Linked DNA regions of Mus musculus: region 1 is linked to region 2. The links are chromatin contacts, called in public Hi-C maps. All regions are on one chromosome and are shown on one strand. The core of a region is the stretch at or near the end of the contact, and the rest is flanking DNA. Distances in the headings are between cores, read along the strand shown. Region 1 has its middle 24 kb from the start of Gm33149. Region 2 overlaps Slc38a4 (solute carrier family 38, member 4).

What was found. Hi-C and Micro-C count contacts between places; a contact is called where the count stands out from the background.
Region 1: a contact with region 2 is called in a Hi-C map of embryonic fibroblasts, with 12 read pairs. The contact joins two enhancer-like sites. A contact is called at or near these places in 1 of 15 datasets of contacts at CTCF or cohesin (the NIH/3T3 cell line), 11 of 484 Hi-C or Micro-C datasets (the F1.1 cell line, the HL-1 cell line, embryonic fibroblasts and 5 more), 12 of 115 datasets of contacts at active chromatin or transcription factors (cardiomyocytes, craniofacial prominence, embryonic fibroblasts and 6 more) and 1 of 9 other capture datasets (embryonic stem cells).

The regions. Positions count from the first base shown.
Region 1 is chr15:97,136,148-97,141,329 of GRCm38.p6, forward strand. No RefSeq gene overlaps it. Among named protein-coding and RNA genes, the nearest start is that of Gm33149, 24 kb to the right of the region's middle. Within about 2 kb of position 2,369, at least 11 of the 459 cell types and tissues checked have an H3K27ac peak or open chromatin away from gene starts, as enhancers often do. A contact at or near this core is called in the HL-1 cell line, the NIH/3T3 cell line and embryonic fibroblasts, where this site is marked.
Region 2 is chr15:96,996,621-97,002,487 of GRCm38.p6, forward strand. It overlaps Slc38a4 (solute carrier family 38, member 4), which reads right to left. Exons shown (of 16, transcript NM_027052.3): 14 at 2,869-3,013; 15 at 1,823-1,920; 16 at 1-471. The coding sequence ends at 370. Among named protein-coding and RNA genes, the nearest start is that of Gm32840, 45 kb to the right of the region's middle. Within about 2 kb of position 3,796, at least 75 of the 459 cell types and tissues checked have an H3K27ac peak or open chromatin away from gene starts, as enhancers often do. A contact at or near this core is called in the HL-1 cell line, the NIH/3T3 cell line and embryonic fibroblasts, where this site is marked.

The DNA.
Region 1 (5,182 bases), core at 1,119-3,618, 140 kb after region 2:
ACATCAGCATCGGACAATATTTGTCCTTATCAACTCAAAGGAGGTTTGGGCAGGTCTGGGAGGGTAAGACTAAAAAATTCAGGAAGTTTGATATACATAGTCACACACACACACACACACACACACACACACACACACACACACTATCTCCAACAGCACTTGTAACAGGACTTGCTTTGGGACTGCCAGCTTCCAAATAATGACACAGAGACATATATTTATTTATGAATGCCTAGGCCTGAAGTTAGGTTTGTTTCCAGCTGGCTCGGAGCTCAACTATTCCGTTTATGCTAATCTAAGTCTCACCATGTAACTGGTTAGCTACCTCTCCTTCCTTCCAGGCCTGCAGCTTCTTCTCCATCTTCTTGATGAATCCTCCCGGGCCTGACTCTCTCCCAGAGTTCCCCTCTCTTCCAGGAAGTCCCACCTTCTATTTCCTGTTTTTGTTACAGGCCGTCAGCTTTTTGATAAACCAGTCAGAAGGTGAGAGAGGGTGGGTTTACAAAATATGATGCAGCCATATTAATAACGACACCAAAGTCAGCTTGTACTTGGCCCTCTGCCAACAGAGAGATCAGCATTTGAATAATACAAAGACGGTGTTTACACGGTGCACAATATTATCCCAACAGTGAGTTCTCCCAACAACTCCAGTAATGGCTCTAGTTAGACAGTCGTCTTCTTCCTTGACCACTGGACCATCCTGTGATGGGTTACACATCTGCAAACAATATACGTATTTCTAAGAACTGTGTGGGATTGTGTCTTCTTCCAAAATAAAGAACTCCCCTGTGCTAGTTAATGACTCTAATCTTAGAACTTGGGAGACTGAGGCAGGGGGATGACCATGATTTCAAGGCCAATGTTGGCAACATAATGAGGTCTTGGCCAGCCTTGGCTATAGAAGGAGACCTTATCTCAAAAGAGGAGGCAGGAATATGAGGAAAGAGAAGTAGAGGAAAAAAGAAAGAGACTCAAAGTTGGCCACAGATTTAAATATAAATGTAAAGCATGAAAAAAATCACATTCTTTACCCTCATTTTCAAATCAACTTAGGCAGATTAGTTCATCACTTTTCTCTAACGTTCTGGATTTTTCTAGGTAATCCGAGTATGCAAAGTGCGAGTCATTCTTGAACAGAAGGTTATAGGAGCTGAACGGGCATCTCTTTCACAGGACCATTCGATGGTCACTGGAATAGAAAGCTTTACCTATGTGATGCAGAGGTTGCTGGGCTCCTACTACTGTGTTGAAGCTGTGTGAAGACAGGCTTACAAACGGATCCAGGCATCACGTGCCAGAACTCAAATCCCTGCTGTAACAGTCACTTGTACATCCCTGGTGTGATTGTCATCTTAGAGGCTGGCTGATGAGTAAGCTTGCCCTTTCTGAACTCTGGCTGGCTGGTTCAACTCAACTGCTCTGGCTCAAACTCCCCTCCAAGATGACTGATTCAATCTGGCTTCTCTTGGCTTCTCACTAAATTGCTCTGCTTGGCCTCAAACTAACTCTGGCAATCTGTTCTAATCTTCTGGATCCTTCTCTGGCTCCTTCTGTCTTCATCTGGAACCTGTCTCTGTAAAACTGTCCCCGTAAAAACTGCCTCTCTCCCCCTCTTTTCCATGCTCCCCTCTTGAGCTAGCTCTTTCCTGTCTGTTCTCACGAGAAATGGGCATATCCCTTCTCTGACTCTGCCAAGTCCTTCTCTGATCCATCACTTTGTCTGCCCCTCGATTAGAAATCACTTTCAAACATGGCTGCTTCCTTCTATAAACTAACCTTACCTTAATGGTGTGTAGTAAAGGCATGTCTATATTCCAGCCAGGGGGATGAAAGGCATGTGACATTAAATTCCAATAGATCACACAGACCTAGGTCTTTGGATGTGATTAGAGCAGCCATGTTCCTGGATTAAAATTCCTCTACATCCTGTCCCACCAGTGTTGGACCTGTGTCTTTCTATTGTTTATTTCACCCCTAGTAATCTCTGTTTCCTCAACAGATAAGCTGCACTTGCTAGTACTACTGATGAGACTGTCTTAGTCAATGTTCTTTTGCTGGGAAGAGACACCATGACCAAGGCAACTCTTACAAAAGGAAGTATTGAATTGGGGTCTGGCTTACAGTTTCAGAGAGATTAGTTCATTATCATCATGGCAGGAAGCATTGTGGCACACATGGAGCTGAAGCAGTAGCCGAGAGTCACACTCTGTTTCACAAGCACACACTCACACAGAGGGAAGCAGGGAGAGAGAGAGAGAGAGAGAGACAGAACCTGGCATGGTTTTTGAAACCCCAAGGCACACCCACAATACCACACTTCCTCCAACAAAGCCATACCTTCTAATCCTATGGAAGAGTGCCACTCCCTGGTGACTAAGCATGCAAGTATATGAGCCATTCTTATCCAAACCACCGCAAATACTAGCCCTATTCTTGGCACTTCCCAAGTTCTCAGTTACCATGAGCTGCAGTTATTAGGTAGAATAAGTTACTCAGCAGATTCTGACTGCCGTGAAACAGCAGCGTCAGTCATTGACTTGCCTTGCTCATTTAGCTGGTATCGATTAGGAAGCGCTGAATTTAGAAGATGCCTGATTGACTAACAGGATCTCATTATCAATAATGGAGATACTAGGGTTATTAACATTCCTCAAATTAAATAGGAAAGTCCCTCCTGGAATTCTCTTCTCCTTTTCTTTCTCTTTTCCTTCTCCTCCCCTCCTTTTTTCCTGTCTCCTCCTTCCTCCTGCCTGACGTTTTGTTGGTTGGTTGGTTTTGTTTGTTTGTTTGTTTGTGTTGGGATTGAGCCCACGGTCTTCTGTGTAAAGACGAGTTTCTTTCGCTGAGTTACAATACCCCATGCCTTGACTTTTCTATGTGGATGCTGTGTCGTCTGTGAATGGACTTTTGTCCTTCTCAGTACCTTAGCCTTTGACTGATTTGCTGTCCCAGCGAGTTAACTAAAACTCCCGTAAGATGCTGAGAAGGAGTGTTATTTAAGAAGTCCTTTCCTTGCTCCTGATCCATGTGGAAAGCTTCTAGTTTTTCACTGTTGATCAGGATGTTAGCAGCGGTGTTTGTTTTTAATTTTAAACGATGTTTCTTATTCTCTGAGAATTTCTTACAGTGTCTTTAACATATCCACTCCCTTCCCCCAGCTCCTCCCATAACAAAGGTTCCACCAAATCTGACACATGGCCCTTTTGTGTTCAAGACTCTTGTACGTGCATACAATGTGACTTTGCTCAAGTCCACCCCACTTTGCTCCACTCTGACTTCTCCCACACCCCCTCCCCACACCCACCCCACCCCCACTTGCTCACAAGGTCATGGGATCTTTTCTCCTCCACGGGCCAGCATTTTAGTAGGTATATTCAGAACACTGACACACGAGTCACTCAGTATTTACTGAGTTCATTATTGGTTTCTGCGTACTTTGTTCCTATTTTATTTTAGCTTTTACTTGACTTCATTTATTGTGAATTTAAAATGCTTTTTTATTGTCATTGTTGCCTTTTATTTTTAAACAGAGCTCAAAGCCACAGAGAACTTGCAAGATAGATGGTACTAGCCAGAACCTGTTGCAATCCCCCCGAGGGCTGGAATTCCCAGTGCACATTCCTGGTGTTGTGTTTTAACTGAGCATTTTATATACATGTATTTTCTTTCTTTTCTTAGCATATCATTTTACACACACCCCATCCCTACACCTTTTAAATGTGTGCACTGGAACACACAAGGATCAAGCCATAAGTCCATTTTCAAGTGAGACTGTACCAAGTCATGATATTTGATGACTATCTCGGTTAGGGTATCTGTTGCTGTGAAGAGACACCGTGACCAAGGCAATTCTTATAAGGACATTTCATTGGGGCTGACTTACAGGTTCTGAGATTCAGTCCATTATCATCAATGCAGGGAGCACAGTAGCATCCAGGTAGGCATGGTGCTGGTGGAGCAGAGAGTTCTACGTCTTGATCAGAAGGCAGCCAGGAGGAGACTCTAGATCACACCAGCCAGACTTAAGCATATATTTGAGACCTCAAAGACCCACCTCCACAGTGACACACTTCCTCTAACAAGGCCACACTTCCTCTAACAAGGCCACACCTTCTAATAGTGCCACTTCCCATTGACAAAGCATATTCAGACCACCACAATGACATTATAACAGTGAAATATTAATTCCCCCCTCTGTCCTTAAATCGTGTGCACAGTTCATTTTACTTACACATAAGCATTCTGTAGCTGTAAGCATATATATGATATACACATAATCAAATACATACTTGTTATGATTATAAATGGCTATCTGTTATAACCAATTAAAAATAGCAAAATAGTTTTGGAAAAGGTAAAATTAAAAAAAAAGTTATGAGCAAACCCAAGAAATTTTTTAAATTTTTATAAATATAAAATCTATGTATATGTAATTATATTTATATATATATAATAAATGTATATTTATATTTATAAAATATAAAATTAACTTCCACTTAATAAAAATATAAAATTAAGCCTTCACTTAATCCTCCTTCGTGCTCTTCCTTTATGTATCTATACATTTCTAAACTATATAATTTCTTTTTCTTCTATCCTAATAGAATATCCTAATAGAATAGAGGACCCAGCACAGGAGATGGGGTCTTGTGTAGCCCAGGCTAGCCTCCAACTTGCTGTGTAGCCGAGGGTGACCTTGAGCTTCCGACCCTCCTGCCTTTACCTCCCAAGTGCTGGTAGTTATTATAGACAGGGGCTGTCACGCCCAGTTTATGCCCTGTGGGGAGTTGAACCTGCGACTTCCTGACTGGGAAGCAAGCACATTACAGCTGAATGATGTCCCCAGCTCCCAAAGACTTTCAGGTAACGTTTGCCAGATCTGCAGGCAGAGACATCGTCAGCTCTTGTTTGCTGATGAGGCCTTCCTGCCTTACTGCGTTCTCAGGAGATGCTTTTGAAAGATGCAGAATTCTAGGTCAGTGCTGGGTGTCGCTCACAACCCTGAATACGTCATTTCCTGAATACGTCACTCCATTTCCCGCGCACAGAGACGCCGATAGATTCCTGCCTCGGCTCCTGCCTCGGCTTATTTATAGGTGATGTGTGGATGTTTTCTTCTTTCAATAATAATTTTTCTTTTATCTTCATTTTCCCCCCGTCATTTGAATACAGATGGCGC
Region 2 (5,867 bases), core at 2,546-5,045:
CTGTTAATCTGGGGGTGGAGAGAAGTGGAGTGACCATGGGGGGACAGGCTATTGTCTGCTGACCAACACACGCAGCCAACAGGCTTCAGCTTGCACAGCTGCTGCAAACACAACTCGGGCATCACACACTGCACTGCACGGCCTGGGTTAAAATGTGTGCCACAGAATTTTTAATGCATCCTTCACCATTCCCAACAAAACCATTCCCAACAAAACCCATAATTTTCTCTTCCACAAGTATCCCATGATAGAGCTAGAAAAACGTCTTTGGAATCTTGCTAATTCCTCAGACTAACATCCCAATCAAGACAACTAAAATGTCCTTCAGACAATTTCAGCTGTTTCCAGTGGAGACGCGTCTCCCCGGGATTAGTGGTGATTGGGATTCGGCGGGTTGTAGATCCAGTCGAGTATAATGAGCGCCATGCTTCCCATCATGAAAATAATTCCAGTCACAAGGAAGACCAAAGCCTGCAATTCAGAGGGAGCACATTAGAGAGAGGAACAGAGACGAGGAGCAGCACAGCTTGCTTTAGGACAGTGTCATGGGGTGGTGGTGTGCCCTGTATATTCTCAGTGAAAAAATGGCAAGTCAATGTAGGACCCTCACTGGGAAAGGAGAGAAAAGGTGAACACGTGGCGGGCATACGGGTGGAGAAGAGAGTCACAGCACGTGAAAATATGGGCATTACCAAAAACTAAATGGCAAAGACTGAACGATGTAGGAAACACTCATGACCCCTCTGGTAGGAAGAGTAGTGTGTGTGACACAATTGATAAGCCATACGGATAAAATGGAGGCCCAGTGTGTGTTGGTCATTTCTGAAAAAAAGGACCAAGTATGGGTATCTTTGTAAGTAGGAATATTGAGAACACATCAATATTTCAGAAGTTTTAACTGGAAGTGTTCCTACATACACCACACAGATCAGTCTTCTAATTCTACCTGCTGAGGAACGGCAGGTGAAGTTGTCGTTAGTATGGGTCTAGGAGACAACTTGGCCCACTTTATATCTGGTCCAAATGACAATGGGTCACAGCCAAGGTGAGTACTTTCCCCTGGGGGCGCTGCTGCAGACACCCGGGCAGGGTGGAGCACACGGCTGCCCTTATGTCCCTGGGCACCCCAAGAAATGAATGACTTCAAGGACCAAACTTGCATTTGGAAGTATACTTCTCAAGCCTTGGAAGAAGACTGATCTTAACTGATAATACTTAATTAATGGTAAACTATCGATTGTGGTGTGTGTTTCTGAAGTATTTATCATAGAAAGAAAATGTGTACTCCATTGTTCAGTAAGATGATATCTTACATCTGAAAAGATTAACTGGGAAATGATTGATCCCGATTTTTACATTGTAATCCAAACAGCAGAGCCTATAGGGAAATGAATATAAGGGAGATAGATAATAAATAGATAGAAGGGAAATGAAGGCCATCTTTGCCCCCTGTGAATCAAGCAATTCGCAAGGGACTAAAATTCTGGCATTACCCCAACACGGCGAAAGAACCTAGTACCTCATTATGTTACAAATCATATCAAACCTGGCACTGGACATCGGAGTATACATGGCATGCATGACTGTTGGGGAATTTACCACGCCAGCATTTACCACAGGAGAACTCAACAAAATATTTAGATATTTGTTACTTGAAGGAGAGAAACCCTAGAATCCTCGGATGGTCACAGACCCTCTCTACCCCGCCTCAGCTTTTCTGTCTTGTCTCCTGCTTCGTTTTTCTGAACCGTGTGTGTTTTCTGGCTTACTCTTGAGTGCTGAAGAAATACTTACAGGAGGAGATATCACAAGTCTTACTTACCCCAATCTTCTGGGGTGATCTTAGAGGTTCTTTCTTGACGAGCTTGAGATAAAACGCAGCCGGAAGAATGAAAATCAGCATAGTGGCAGAAGAAGCCCCTGAGGAAAGAGATGCAGGGTGGGTTAATAGTCTCCCAAGGCTGGTTGTCCTAGAAAAGAAGGTTTCTGCAGGCCCAGGCTTCAGGACAAACAGAAATAATGCTATCTTGGTATTCTTAGCATTAAAAGCAACATTTAAGCCATAGGTCATCTTGATTATTTCTTTTTAAAATTGTGTCTTTATAGAGAAAATTTAAATATGCTTCATATCATAGCATCGTAAGTATAACCATAATAAGCACTGAGAGGCCAAGCAATACAAGTTGCTAAAGACTTAGCAATATAACTACAAACTCAGAGGGCTGAAAACACCTTGCATGCTTCCTGTCCACTCTTACTTTGCAATTTGCCCACACCTGATTCTCTTGAAAGTTATTCTGCCCTTAAAATGCAATAAACCCTCTGCCTGGATTGAGAAATTAAATGTACTAACAGACCCTGTGGTTAAAGGAAATAAGATGTTTTATGCTATCAGCCTCCTAGTCCTCTAAGAACATCTTGAATACCCGATTTGACACAGACTCCAGAGAGCCAGTGGTAGTCAACATTTGTCCTTACTGGTCTCTTGAAGACAAAACTACTGGGCAGGCCCAAATTTGGCGTCGAAGACAGAGCTACTACGCATGCCCAAATCCTGAGTGGAAGACAGAACTACTGCGCATGCCTAAATCCAGTGTCCATCAAAAGGTGTGCGACTTGGCTTTTTGAGGCTCAGTTTCCTCATCTCTTGAAAAGGCCCGAGGACCAAATGGCTATAGGTGACTCCCAACATCAGTTGGGAGGGAGCGGGCACTGCCAGCGCAATCCCTGAACCCAGCAGGGCCTGGCGGTGTTCTTATTAGCCTAAAGGGGACTGGGAGCCCTGTCTACACTGCTCCGTCTCCGTATTTGCCATTTAAGGCGGTCTTAAGTCTGAGCTGGCCAAACAAAAGCTTTTCTGAGACATACCTATGAATCCAAAGATGTATTTGATGGTAGGCACGAGGATGACCAGGATGTTGTTGAGTGCGATGATGATTGCAGCGATCCCGAAATGCTTCAGCCAGCTGAAGGGTTTCCTTGGAAACAGCAGTGTGATCACCGAAGTACGGATCTGCAAGAGGGTGTGCAAAGGCATAGTCGCTTCTTTAACTTCTGTTTTTGATCTCTGCTACGGCTTTAAGTATTCTAATCTAAAGCGTTTTGTTTTTATTTTAAACCCAACACACACACACACACACACACACACAAACAAAGCTACACACTTTAAAAAAAAATCTCTTGATTTTTTTTCTCATGTTCGTCGTGTGAAAACACACACTGCATAGCGCTTATCACCCTAACTGCTTCTAACTTTGTACAGTTGAGCAGAATTAAGTCCATTCCAAACGCTGTGCAAACTTCATGCCGATTTTTCATGTCTAGGGGTGATATTATTTTCCTTGGTTGCATATCACGCGTTCACTTTCTCGAATCTTAGTATTCTCCGTTAAAAAAAATAATTTTGGACAGAAGCGATAAAGTAACAGCTTCGAGCAACTTAGAGGCAGTGAAGTCCTCGCTGATAGCTAAGTGTGTCTTCTTCTCATTAGACTGGCTAAGCATCAAGGACAAGACGCCGAGGTGACTTACGCAGACTGTAAAGCAATTTCTAGAGACCTGGCTTTTCCCTAATCTTCCATTTTATTTAACATTTTTCCACTGGTATTTTGAAAAAGAAAAAAAAATGTGATACTTTTTGTGTTCCCTCCTTCCTCCCACACACATTAATAGATTACAGATCCCCAAAAGGCAAGCAAGAAGTTAATAACCTCAGCATTCTTCAGAGGCCCTCCCTCAGTCATTTGCACAGAGCAGGCACTCAGTAAATGCTGAGTTAAACTGACAGCAGGAATCTTTCCACTCCCTTTGGGGGTTCTCGACAGATTCCAGCCCCGTTTCAGCAGCTGAAAGAAGGATGCAAACGCTCAAGAGAGGCTCCACTTGCTGCAGAGCCCAAGTAAATGGTGTGTCAGTAGATAAAGAGGCCGCTGAGGACAGGGGGACAGAGCCTTTGGGTTCAGACAGCCCAACACAGAAACATGCTTATCTCTGGCATCTGTTTATGAAGCCACTCTTTTTGGACTTGGTAGAATTACTCTATCTGCCTTACGATGTATAAGCCCTTCAGTTTAGCAAGAGCTTCCCGTAATTGATTCTCAGTCCCGAACGCTCAGAGTGGTGTTGAGACGGGAGCTTACAGCAGAGACAGCAAACGAGAACTCCATTTTGTAGTATGTATGGACAAACCAAAAAGAAAAAAAAATGCAAGCTTAACGGCCCGCAGTTTCTCCTGAGGCATTCCTTGCATACCATACCGGAAAATTAAAGCCATCTGTGTGGGTCAAAGGGAACTCCATTTGTAGAGTGGCAAAGTACACAGTCCAGTCTTGCAACTGGCTTAACAGTGACTTTGTGAAAGGATTTAAAAGTTGGAACAGGGAAAAAATATGAAGCTCACTGTGAGAAGCAGGAAGAGGAAATCGAGAGAGTTCAACCCCTTTCCCTCAAGTCTCTGCGACAGCCTACTTTATGACCTGTGAAGAATGTCTGTCTGATATTGTCCACAAGCCTGTGGGCTTGTGATAAGTTTTCTCTAGTGGCGAGTGTTGCTCAAGGGTGTGTCTGACTCTGGGAAGCGAGCTGAATGTAGATCTGTGGTACCTGAAGACACAAAGCTTTTGTTTTTTGATTTGTTGTTAAAATGATGCACTGGAAACAACAATGGCAACAACAACAACAAACCAAAAAGAAAAGAAACAAAGCAAAAACCGAGTCAAGGGTCGTCCTGTATGTTCAGGGTGTCTGAGAATGGACCCAGTTTCCTAAGGTTACGTGGTAGACTGAGGTTTGGCCGACCGAACCAAGAAGACAGAAAAGCAAGAATAAATTAGAGCAAAGTTGGAGTGAACAGCGAGGGCTTTGCTTTCACCACGAGTGAGCGGAGGAAAAATCCTTCACAGGACTGAAGGAACAAGAGGAACATAAAGAGTTAATGGCCTCCTGAAGAGGGCAACAGCACCAGGAAGGAGGCCTGCTGAGAGCGGACGGGCAGTGGAAAGGGTTAGAAGGGAACGCTTGTTCATTCCATGTCACAGAGCCACCTTTAGGGGAAAGCGGATCCAAACAGCTGGGGCAGCTCCGTTTACCCATGTCAGGACCAAAGAGGCAACTCAACCCTATTACTCACAAGGCCCTGGGGCTCTTTCCCTTACCCACGTGCCCCCTTTTCTACGGATGCAAGCGGATGAAGATATAAAAATGTGTGTGGGAAGCAGGACAGGGAAGCCCCTAGCACCAGCCAGAGCCCCTGACCCAGAATGACTTTAAAAGTTTCCATGCAGTTTAGGCAGGTCAGTTGTTCCTACACAGTGTCTCCAGCCCAGTGTGGAGGTCATGGATTTGAAACAGCCTTGACTGATACCCTCAATAAGCTCGGATTCTCCCACTGAGTAGAAATGACTCCTCCATCATGTTACAAGGCTGCCTGGGCATAGCATTTTCGGAATACCAACTCTACTGGGCTTCCTGCCAGTGCCCACCATATTGGCATGCCTGTGTCGGTTCACGCCTCAGAACAGGAGACCTGAAGGCGGTACATGCAGAAGGGACGATTGTTCTGTGAGAAGATGAAATAGAAGTGGATAGAGAGCCTGGGCAGTGATCTTCTGAACGCATTATAGATAGAACATGAGCCTGTCCACTTAGGATACACTATAAAGGTTACTTGCTTTTCTAGTCTCTGTGGTTAGTTAGTAAGGTGTGAACCTGATTGCATGAAGCACAGTTATGAATGTCGCCATCCATCCTCTGGAAGGAGGTGCATTCCATAGTGGACCCCACCACCACCACCACCCCCCCCCCCCGCAGCCCCATGCCTAAGGAGATTCATGTGAAGCTGCTAAGGGGAGGTTAGCATCAGTTAATTT